Linked DNA regions of Sparus aurata: region 2 is linked to region 1. Evidence: chromatin contacts called from public Hi-C data. All regions are on one chromosome and are shown on one strand. Each heading gives the region's core, a stretch centred on a gene start, on an enhancer-like site or on the middle of the called end of the contact. The rest is flanking DNA. Distances are from core to core; before and after follow the strand shown. Region 1 holds the start of LOC115587587 (ribosyldihydronicotinamide dehydrogenase [quinone]-like). Region 2 holds the start of LOC115587699 (immunoglobulin superfamily member 3-like).

Region 1 (4,876 bases), core at 1,353-3,852:
GTTTTGAAGCCTCTGCAAACCCAAACTTCCTCCAGCTGAAATAACTTGATCGACTTTTAATTTGTATCCCTGCCAGGCGGCAGCGCCAAAAGCATCACAGTAAATCCCGGAGCTCTGTTTACTGGTGGTCATTCCCCTGATTAGATCAGTGACATTCACGAATCTGTTAAAGGTTGCAGTCTGCGTGCTTTACACCGGTTCACTTCTGCCAATGTAGCCACAATTCATGCCTCACCATCTGGGTGGCTGTTACTCACTTTGGCCTCCTCCGGCTCTGGCAGGTATTCACACACTGTGATTAAGCCATAAACTGCAGCGAATCAATCTCTTCGCTGAGACAGAAACTGGACACTGTTGTCTTTCGGTGGTGAAAACTAGGAGGAGAATTTCTGTTTGGTGAGAGATCCGCTGGGCGTGCATGCCAAAAAGACACCCTGCAACCATCCCATCTGCATTTTTCTTCTTTTCAGTCACATTTTACAGGTTGTACAAACACCGCACCACAAGTCCAAAGCTTCCTGGAACAGTGGATCCACAATGACACAAAAGTATTACACAAGAAACTCAGATAATGTCCAAATTTATATAGAAACATTGATGGAAATGTGGTGGAGGTTGTGTTTTTCTTAACCCATTAATGAATAACAACTTTTGTCAAGGTAAAGGTAAAGGTCAAGGAAAAGCCCCAAATATTTTTTCTCTGTAGAAGGTGGTATGTGTGTGTGTGTGTGTATTAAGAAAAACTTGTGTTGTAATGGGTTAAGGCAGAACCATTCTGCCGCAAGACATGACTAGATTTCTCTAGTTTGTAAGAACTGGACCAGATATGGTGGAATCAGGAGCAAAAAACTGTGGCTAGTTTAGTCAGACTTGTCCTTGTCACATTTATAAGTTTTCAGTGTTGTAGTCAAGGTCACCTAATAAAACTGAGACCAAGTCATGACCAAGACCAGTGTGAGTTCCACACTGCATAACACACAACATGTGGAACCTGTAAACCACAGGCACTATTAATCAAACTTCTTGAACAAATATCCACAGTCACATCAATTGGTTGCTCAATATTATGAGCTTATATTTGTCTAGCACAATCTAATCTATTCTAATCCAACAACATGAAACCTTTTGGTTTTATAGAACACGATTCAGAAAAAGGTTCTTGGCGTTATTTCAAAATGACTAAATCCACGGTGAAGTTTACTGTGTCAGTCCACTGGTGTCATTTTAGATTATAAAGTTTCTTGTTAAACTGTAAAATATACTGCCTCTGTTACATAACAACATGTATAATCACATTTGAGGTATCATTGAGACCTAGACCGATCTCCAGCACTACAACATCACAAGGCGTAGTGTAATCTGAAAGGTTTGGTTGAACAAACTGCTGTATTCTCACACTGACCACATGATGGCACTGTAGTCATTTAGCAGTTCTCGTGAAGACAAAACAGCCAAAGTCTTCTGTGTCTGCCCTTTTTCATGCCCCTGTGTATGCCCTATAATTGCCTGGTTGTGGTTCCATGTAAAGGAACTCCTAACAGTGTTCGGAAGATGTTCTCTTTATGTTTGTATGTCCAGAATAAGACTCATAAACCAGAGCAAGCACACACTGAATACCTGACACTTATGTTGAGTACAACCTGCACTGTCGCAGCAGATTAGTCTGGGATCATGTGGCTCAGTACATCACAAACCATGAAAACATGGCTCCGAGCAAAACACACGATCCCCTCCTGTCACAACAGACAGAATTTGCAGCCAGAGGCTTGATGTGAAGCGCAACAACAAACCAGTGTGGTGATGTTTGGAAAAACACAGAGGCCTCAGAGATGAAAAGACAAGGCCTCGTAAACACCAGAAGGCCTCATGATTTTACAAACTCCTGTAGCTACTGATGCTTCAAACTCAAATCTGTCTCAATTAGTGAGAAAAATGAGAGACAAGGAGGAAGAGAGGTTGCTGACATACCCATGTGTCTGACTCACATGTGCCTACGTGGTATTACTGCATGTAGGGGTTGTTCATTATTAACCCCTCCTCCTCCTCATACAGGCTGGATAACTGGGATTTGGTCCCAGATGTGTGCCAGCTCATGTCTGCCTTTGATGTCCACTCTTTTTTTTTTTTTTTTTTTCACGGGGGAGCATTCGTGAGCGTGCTCGACCGCAGACAACTGTTTCTTCAGAGGACGGTAACGTAAAGGAAAACAGAGGCTGGAAACCAGGAACGGTATAGTGAGATGATCGCTCAGCCACATCTGCTTCATGTGGTTCGAAGACATCAGGAGTGGCCCATCACTTTGAAACATCTTGTGCGCAGACAGACACGCATGCTCTCGAATATCCACCGTATAGAAAGACACGCAGGCGACATACGGTCTGTCTCTTTTCTGGGCAGGCTATAATGGGAAAAGCACACATCATCTTGAAATAGAGGATGTGTGTGTGACAGTTTAAAAACAGGCAAAATCTGCAGCTGGTTCCACTGATAAAACCTACATATTCCTGGCTTCACGTGGTGAATAAATTCCTCTCCTCATTTCAGTGGAGGGATGTAGGTGTGTGGAGTCCTGGGAGAGATCCTCCCCCGTGCAGGCTGAGTGATTGATGAGCTTGATTGCTGATTGACAGCATCTGAGTGTGTGGATGAGCTGCATAAAAACAGCAACTCGAGTCTTGCTTAAGTGGAACATCGCTTTCCATTGACAGATTGGCCACATGTGCAGCTCATCATTTGTGGGTGACATCTTAGCTTCAGTATGGGTGAGTGTCCTTCATGCTCTGATTGCTGTTACGTTGTAGTCTGATGTGGGGCTTAGTCTTGATCTGATTATTCTTGTATTTAGCAGGAAAGAGAGTGTTGATTGTGTATGCCCACCAGAGCGCTGGCTCATTCAACGCTGCAGCTAAAGATGCCGCCAAGGAGGCTTTAACAACTCAGGGCTGCACTGTTGAAGTGTCCGACCTGTACGCCATGAAATTTAAAGCCACTGCTACTGCTGAGGACATCATCGGTACATAAATATCTCACTTGCATTACAAAGTCCTCTTTTTGGTTGCTCCTCAATTTTGCATGATATGTCTTTTCTTTCTGTAGGAGACGTTCAGAACGCTGATAACTTCCGTTACGCAGAGGAGACCAAGGTGGCGTGGGAGGCAGGAAAACTGTCAGATGACATCACAGAAGAACAACGCAAGCTCACTCAGGCAGACCTCATCATCCTCCAGGTAGAGCCCGAGTGATGGTGATGCGTTTTTTTTGTCAAGATGTCTGCATTAAACTAACTTTACAACTCTTTTCAGTTTCCCATGTACTGGTTCTCTCTTCCTGCCATCATGAAGGGCTGGATCGACCGGGTGCTCACACTGGGCTATGCCTTTTCACAAGAGAAGCGATACAGCCAGGGTGTCTTCAAGGTGAGGGTTTAATTCAAGTGGTTTTCCCTATTAATGTTAAGCTTATTTCCTTTTAACTCATTTTCTGTCTGCACAGGACAAGAAAGTCCTGCTGTCCTTCACCACTGGGTCTCAAGAGTCCATGTTCAGTGCAAATGGCATTAATGGAGACATGAATGTCACACTGTGGCCACTGCAGGTACTGCTGCAGGGTAAACTGAGTAAAATGAGCTGTAAATGGGCTGTTGACAGTGGTAACATTTGCACCATGTTTATCTTCCAGAATGGCATCCTGCACTACTGTGGCTTCCAGGTTCTGACTCCTCAGATCTTCTGGGCTCCGTCTCACGTTCCCTCTGAGGTACGCAGCACCATGCTGGAAGGCTGGCGTAAACGACTGGAAGGTGTGCTGGGAGAAGAACCCCTTGCCTTCACGTCTATGGACTGCTTCGACAGGGAGAAGGGTTTCCAGCTGAAGCCGGAGTTCCATGAGGAGCACGCCGCTAAGGAGTTTGGCCCAACGGTGGGGACCCACCTGGGCAAGCCGCTACCACCAAACCAGATGAGGGCTGGAGTATGAAGATGGAACTTTGAGTGTCAGGCCTTGTCTCCGTCCTGTGTCTGTCTGATCAATAAAAGCTGACTAAATATTATGACAGTTCTTGGAACATTGGTAACTCTATCGTTGAGGGCTGGGTTCTTGTGCTGGATGAGGTACAGCCAAGAAATGTTCACGGTACAGACTTGCCTTAGATATGCAACCTGTGTTTGCACAACATTTAGTGTTGGTGTAAAAATAATTCTCCACTGTCATGATTCAGTTTTAATAGCAACCCAGTAAATGCTACTGGCAACCACAAGGCTTTTAAAACATTTTTTATAAGCAATTGTCTTAACCAATTGTAAGCATTATGCCATATGTTTGAAGCGTCTGCTTGGATCTATTTTGTAAAGATTTTCTTGATGCTTATTCAAGACTTGCTCTGCACTAAACTGAGGAAAGTCAATTCTCCTGGAATTGGTTTCAGCTGGTAAAATCTTTTGCACATGAATACTTTTCCAAGGCTGTATCTTATCTCTTCAGTTTTGTACTCTGTTCTCAAACATTTACAAAAAATGTGTCAAGTCTTGTTATCGGCTCCTAACCCTGTCTTTTGGGCCAATGTGTGACAGAGTGCAGATTCCTTTCTCCATTTGTCCAAATTTCCTCTGCATTCAAACTGGTTTATGCCTTCATTGTTCTCCAAACGTATCGCCACCAATTTTGCGCTAAAGTCAGCTCTTGGAGAACTACATGTGTTTACAGTTTTTGCCAAATGCTTACACACATGTTGCAGACTTTGGCTCACTGTGTCATAACTTAAAACACAGGCCAAGTAAGACACAGCACATGGAGATAAACTAACTTGTACGGCAAAATGAAACTCTTGAAACAAAAGAACGAAACAATCCCATTTCAAAAATGTTAAACACATGCACCT
Region 2 (5,084 bases), core at 2,381-4,880, 190 kb after region 1:
TAATATTAAAGGTGCAATATGTAGGAACTGGCCGGCTGTCAAATCATACTATATCTAAATCTCTATGAATAATCTATAATAGTCTGTTTGTTTGTGCCTCACGCAGTTTGGATTCTCTGACTGACCTGTGGCTGAGATGCTGACTAGCTGGGAGCTGGAGTCTTGGGCTGCCCCCTGTGTGAAAACACCATCCTGGCCTCTGTCCTGAGGCCATGCTGTACAGATATACACTCCGTGGTCGTCAGTTCTGACGGGCTGCAATATGAGACGGTAATCTTTGCTCCCTACCCGGGCTGCCCTGAGCTCTCCTTCTTGTCCTCGCACGCTGTACTCTGGCCCCACGGACAGAATGCCTGTAGGGCCGATGCGGGCCAGCTCAACACCTCCCTTGCGCCAGGCTACAGAGAAGAACCTCTCCCTCAGCTTCTCCGTGTCTATGTTGCAGGATAACGATAGCTCCTGCCCCTCCTGCAGGGTCGGCGGCTGAGCAGAAATTCTCACCACCAGAGATGACGTGTCTGGCAACACTTCTGTTCAAAGCAAAAGAAAGAGAACAGTGAGGCAGACACAGATGCACACATCCTGCGAAGAAGCCACAACGGCTGCATAGAGGAAGAGCAGTGTTGAAGGTGTCAGCTCATCAAGATGTGACTGTTAAGAGATAAAATCATTTGAATGAATGCTTTGAATGTCTAACCTCTGGCTCTGACGTTCACGGTAGTCTCCGCTGCATCCGCCTGTGTGATAGCGTACCAGGAGCGGTCAGGATCTTGAATCCACTCCCGAGCCTGGCAGTAGATCTGGCCTTGGTCTGACACCTCCAGCTGATCCATCTTCAGCCTGTACGTGGCCTCTCCAATTTTATCTAACCTAACGAGTCCGGCCTGGTAACGGCCTTCAAACCCCGGGCCTGGGCTCAGCGTGAAGTCTCTGTCCAGAGAGATGATGGGCCGAGGGTCGTCCTCGCCGTCTTTACGTAGATACCAGGCGATAGACAGATGGGTGTGCTGGACGGTGTTGCTGGAGGCTTGGCATGTTAACATGAGAGCCTCACCCTCGTTATAGCTCAGTGAGGTGGAGGCAGGTGATGAAACACTTAGAGAGTTGTCAATCACTGGGGAGCCACATGACAGACAGACACAAAGACAAGAAAGTCACACGTTTTTACTGTCATACCGTACAGCGACGCAGTCATATTGAAATGTCTTAAAGCAGAGGGATTACCTTTCACTACTGTATGAGCGCTGTAGGTTCCTAGATACACATTTTCGGAGTTTTTCACACTACACTCAAACTCCCCTTCATCGTTCTTCTGCAGTCTTTGTATCTCGAACACGACAGCAGTCGGAGACACATGTGTCAGAGTGATTTCCTTGCTCCTCACGCGATCCAAATATATGGCGTAGCCGAAGTCATTGTTGCCGGTGCTGATGATGTTGATCTCGAATGTTGGATTCGCAGGCTTCTTCACGCGGACTTCAAATTCCTGCTCGGCGTCGGGGTTGGAGAAGCCGCTCACATTGCAGGAGATGGAGAGCGGGGAGCCCACCACGCGATACAGAGGCCCGGCCTGCGCTTCAGTGTGCACTATGGCCTCTCCTGAGTGAAAAGCAGACAAAACACACATAGTGACCACCGCAACTTATTTAGGGAACAGGAACTCAGTCGCATTTATAAGTGTGAGTTTTGATGTGTAAAGCAAAAGTCTGTACCTGGGCTGGGAGGGTTACTTGTATACATTTATTCCGATACAGTAATAAATTATACGTTAATAATTATGTGATCATTCTGTTTTCTTTCATTTGTAATTAGTGGTCCCCCTTTTTACTGTAAGCATCTGTAATCAAATTACTTCTTTTTTTTCTGTAACTTTACCAGAATACAGTCAAAATGACCAAGAAACGCAGGCTGATCATTCTAAGTTGTTAAAACGTTGTTTTGCTTGTACAACTTAAAGTTACAGTAATGGGCTTCTTGGTGATTCTGAGCTAATCCATCACTTTTTTCAAGTAAGGTCAACTTTACAGTGTAGCCTTCAAACTGCTATGCACGCTGCAATAAGTATAAACGTTTCGTCGTTTCGCAACCATCTGGCAATAAATGTACTTAAGTACCGTAAGTACAAGTATAGCAAATCATACATTTCACATTTACATTTATGACTGATTACTGGCGACTATCCAGTCCAATATTCAGCATTTTCCTGATGATTAGGATCTTTTTTTTAATCATTCAATTGTTAATAAAATAAATATATTTTATATGATGCAGCGTGCAATCAATCAAGTATCTAGTAAGTAAAGTTATCAAATAATTGCGGTAAGACATACAATATTTTTGGAGTGGAAGGATAAAGAGCGGAAAACAGAATACTAAGTACACTACATGTACTTCAAAACTGTACTTGAGTAAATGTACTTCACAGGTCGTTAGGTCAATATCTGAGAGAACTAGTCCCTGCAAATAGTGAAACAGGACTGTAGCACAGCGGTGAACTTCGTTGAATGACAGGAAGATTATCGCTGCCTTCTTTCAATTTTGTGAGAATGATTTTCAGTCATTTGCTTGCTGACATCAATTAAAAGTGTTAGTAAAAGAAAGTCTGAGAGAATAACACACATCAATCATCCGCTATGACTCACTGGGTTTAATCACAGAAGTCTGGCTAAATGCAATTTTAGTCGTTATTATTATTTCTTTTTATTTATCAAATGAAGATGATTAAGATGGACATAATTACAGATGCACACACAGACACATTCCACTTAAAATGCACTCAGCGACAACAAGTTTCCCTCACTCTGCTGACTTTTTAATTACTTTTTCTTCTCTGTCCTTGTTTGTTTTGTTTTTTTTGTTAACAACAGATCACTCACCAGCATCCAAATCCAACTGCAAGAAGGAACTGAGTGTACTACTCACCACAGTGCAGAAAAAGCCCCAGACAGAGGAGCAAATTAGCCCTCCAAGAGCAGGATTGCCGGGAACAGCTCATCCTGAACCTCCCTCAGAAGTAACACAGTGTTCACACCAGCCTCACGTCGTGACCGAGCCCTCAGTCAGCCTCACTGTGCAAATCTGTCTGCTGTCACAGATACATTGGAGGGTTATGAATGCTTCCTGTAGGTACACAAAAAGGAAGTCTGAAATGTTTCCTGCACACTCACAGTCCAAACAATCTGTGCTGGTAAATCTGTCACTGTCACATATGTGTTTCAGAAAATGTACAGGTGCAGATTTCTGTGGTGGGAGTGGAAATAAAAGTAATAATACACAACCACATGTAGGTTTTGTATGTGCACGCGATCATCTGCACCTGTCCTCATGGCGAGTGCTCGTTTGACTTTTAACCATACCTCAAATAATGTGTTGTGACGTTTTCTGCAGCAGGCAGCATCCTCACACACGGACATCCCTCCATGTCTCACAGTTTTTTGCCGCCTTGCACCTGGACAGCATCAACTTGACTTGGATTTCAGAATAAAAACATGCGCGACCTCCGGGTTTTATTCATTCCCATGACCAAAAAAAAAGATGACGGAGATAAAGAGCCTGTGGTTGCATTGTTTGGTGACAGCTTCGGTCCAAGCGTGACCTAATTATACAAAAAACATTCGAAACAGGAAATAAGGGCGGGCTCGTTGAGATTGTGTCACTCAGGGGCGACGTGTGGACCGACGAGGCAACAGTGCCGCCCAGTGGACAGTATGAGAGCAACATGTCTGCTGCAGCTGAGCGTGAACAGGACTGCTGGGGAACATCTCTGTGCTGTAGGACAAAGATGGGTCAAATAGTAGTGGGCTGAAATTTTTAGTTTTTTTCTCTCTTTCTTTTGTTCTTCTTACCAGGGATGTTTGATAAAGGAAGATAGGATGAGATAAGAGGAGATGAGGTGAGATGAGATGAGATGAGATGAGATAAGAAGAGATGAGATTAAATGATCACGACGTGAGATGAGACAAGATGAGACTAACTTGGACTATCTAGATAAATACAAATAAAATAGGAATTTGGGAAAGTTAGAGCTACAACATCTAAAATCCATTTATACAATTAACATTAAGACCAGACTACATAAGTGAATGGTGCAAATATTTGTGGAGAAGAAATCCAGACTCCAGTGGTGCAAATCTGGCAGCCGTCATGTGTGAAGTAACAATAATCATTGTACACATAACATTTGCTTTGTGTTCATTTCATTATGTTGTTTGTTGTTGTTTAAAAGTGCACTGTGTAACTTTTTCCACCCTTCCTCATCAGAAAATAAATACCGGCCATAGAGATCGCAGCTTGTCATCAACCATATTCAAATGTGTTGCATGTGTTGACATCTTTTAAGTACAACGTCGATGTGTAGTACTGTACTCTTGCAGGCTGGGACTTCCAGATGGGCGGTGCTGTTTCTCTTCACCCATCACAACTTAAAATGCAAGCCAGTTTTGCTCTAATGTCAACAAATACCAATATAAACATGTGGCTTTAAAGCACGTCTAAAGCTCATGTCAGCTCTTGCAAACTGCTCTTAACCATATTAAGAGATGTGTCACTTTTTTGTTTATAGGCTTGTAAAAAGAACATAGTAGACCTACCTTTAACAGAATATTATATTAAATTATTTCTTTCTAGTAAGAATGATTCCACAGCATAATCTTGGTCTTGCAAAATCAAGTTGGAATACAACAATAGTTTTTTGATTATTTTGTCATCATTTATGTAACAATGATTGTATTTGTGTAACATTCAAGTTACACTATATGTCCCTTTGCCTGAGTGAATGTTTGTTCCTTCCTGCTGTTGTTTGAGGAGGGACAGGTATTAGAGGAACAAAGTAAGATAATAACATGCGCGATGAGGAGAAGAGTTGTGATCCCCTGAGAGTGAAGTGTGATGTCCGGCACCCTGCCATGTTGGTTTATCGATTAAAAGAAGATTAAAGAAAATGAACCAAAGACAAATTGTATGCCGGCTTATTGCCTACAGCCCAGAGGGACTGGAGAACCAAGACACGGGGTTACAAGAACACACACATACCTACAGGCAGTTAAGTATCAATGATAATCATCTACAGTAAAGTGTGATTTTGT

Evidence for each region. A called contact is a pair of places that touch in the nucleus more often than the background predicts.
Region 2: a contact with region 1 is called in a Hi-C map of skeletal muscle, with 2.2 times the contacts expected there. The contact joins the promoter of LOC115587699 here to the promoter of LOC115587587 in region 1. A contact is called at or near these places in 2 of 2 Hi-C or Micro-C datasets (skeletal muscle and an unstated tissue).

Annotation. Positions count from the first base shown.
Region 1 is chr9:16,505,069-16,509,944 of fSpaAur1.1, forward strand. It overlaps LOC115587587 (ribosyldihydronicotinamide dehydrogenase [quinone]-like), which reads left to right and starts at 2,603. Exons shown (of 6, transcript XM_030427506.1): 1 at 2,603-2,762; 2 at 2,846-3,013; 3 at 3,097-3,227; 4 at 3,303-3,416; 5 at 3,493-3,594; 6 at 3,679-3,975. The coding sequence starts at 2,759. The coding sequence ends at 3,975.
Region 2 is chr9:16,696,035-16,701,118 of fSpaAur1.1, forward strand. It overlaps LOC115587699 (immunoglobulin superfamily member 3-like), which reads right to left and starts at 3,631. Exons shown (of 11, transcript XM_030427638.1): 1 at 3,357-3,631; 2 at 2,923-3,082; 3 at 1,225-1,599; 4 at 698-1,114; 5 at 126-530. The coding sequence starts at 2,995.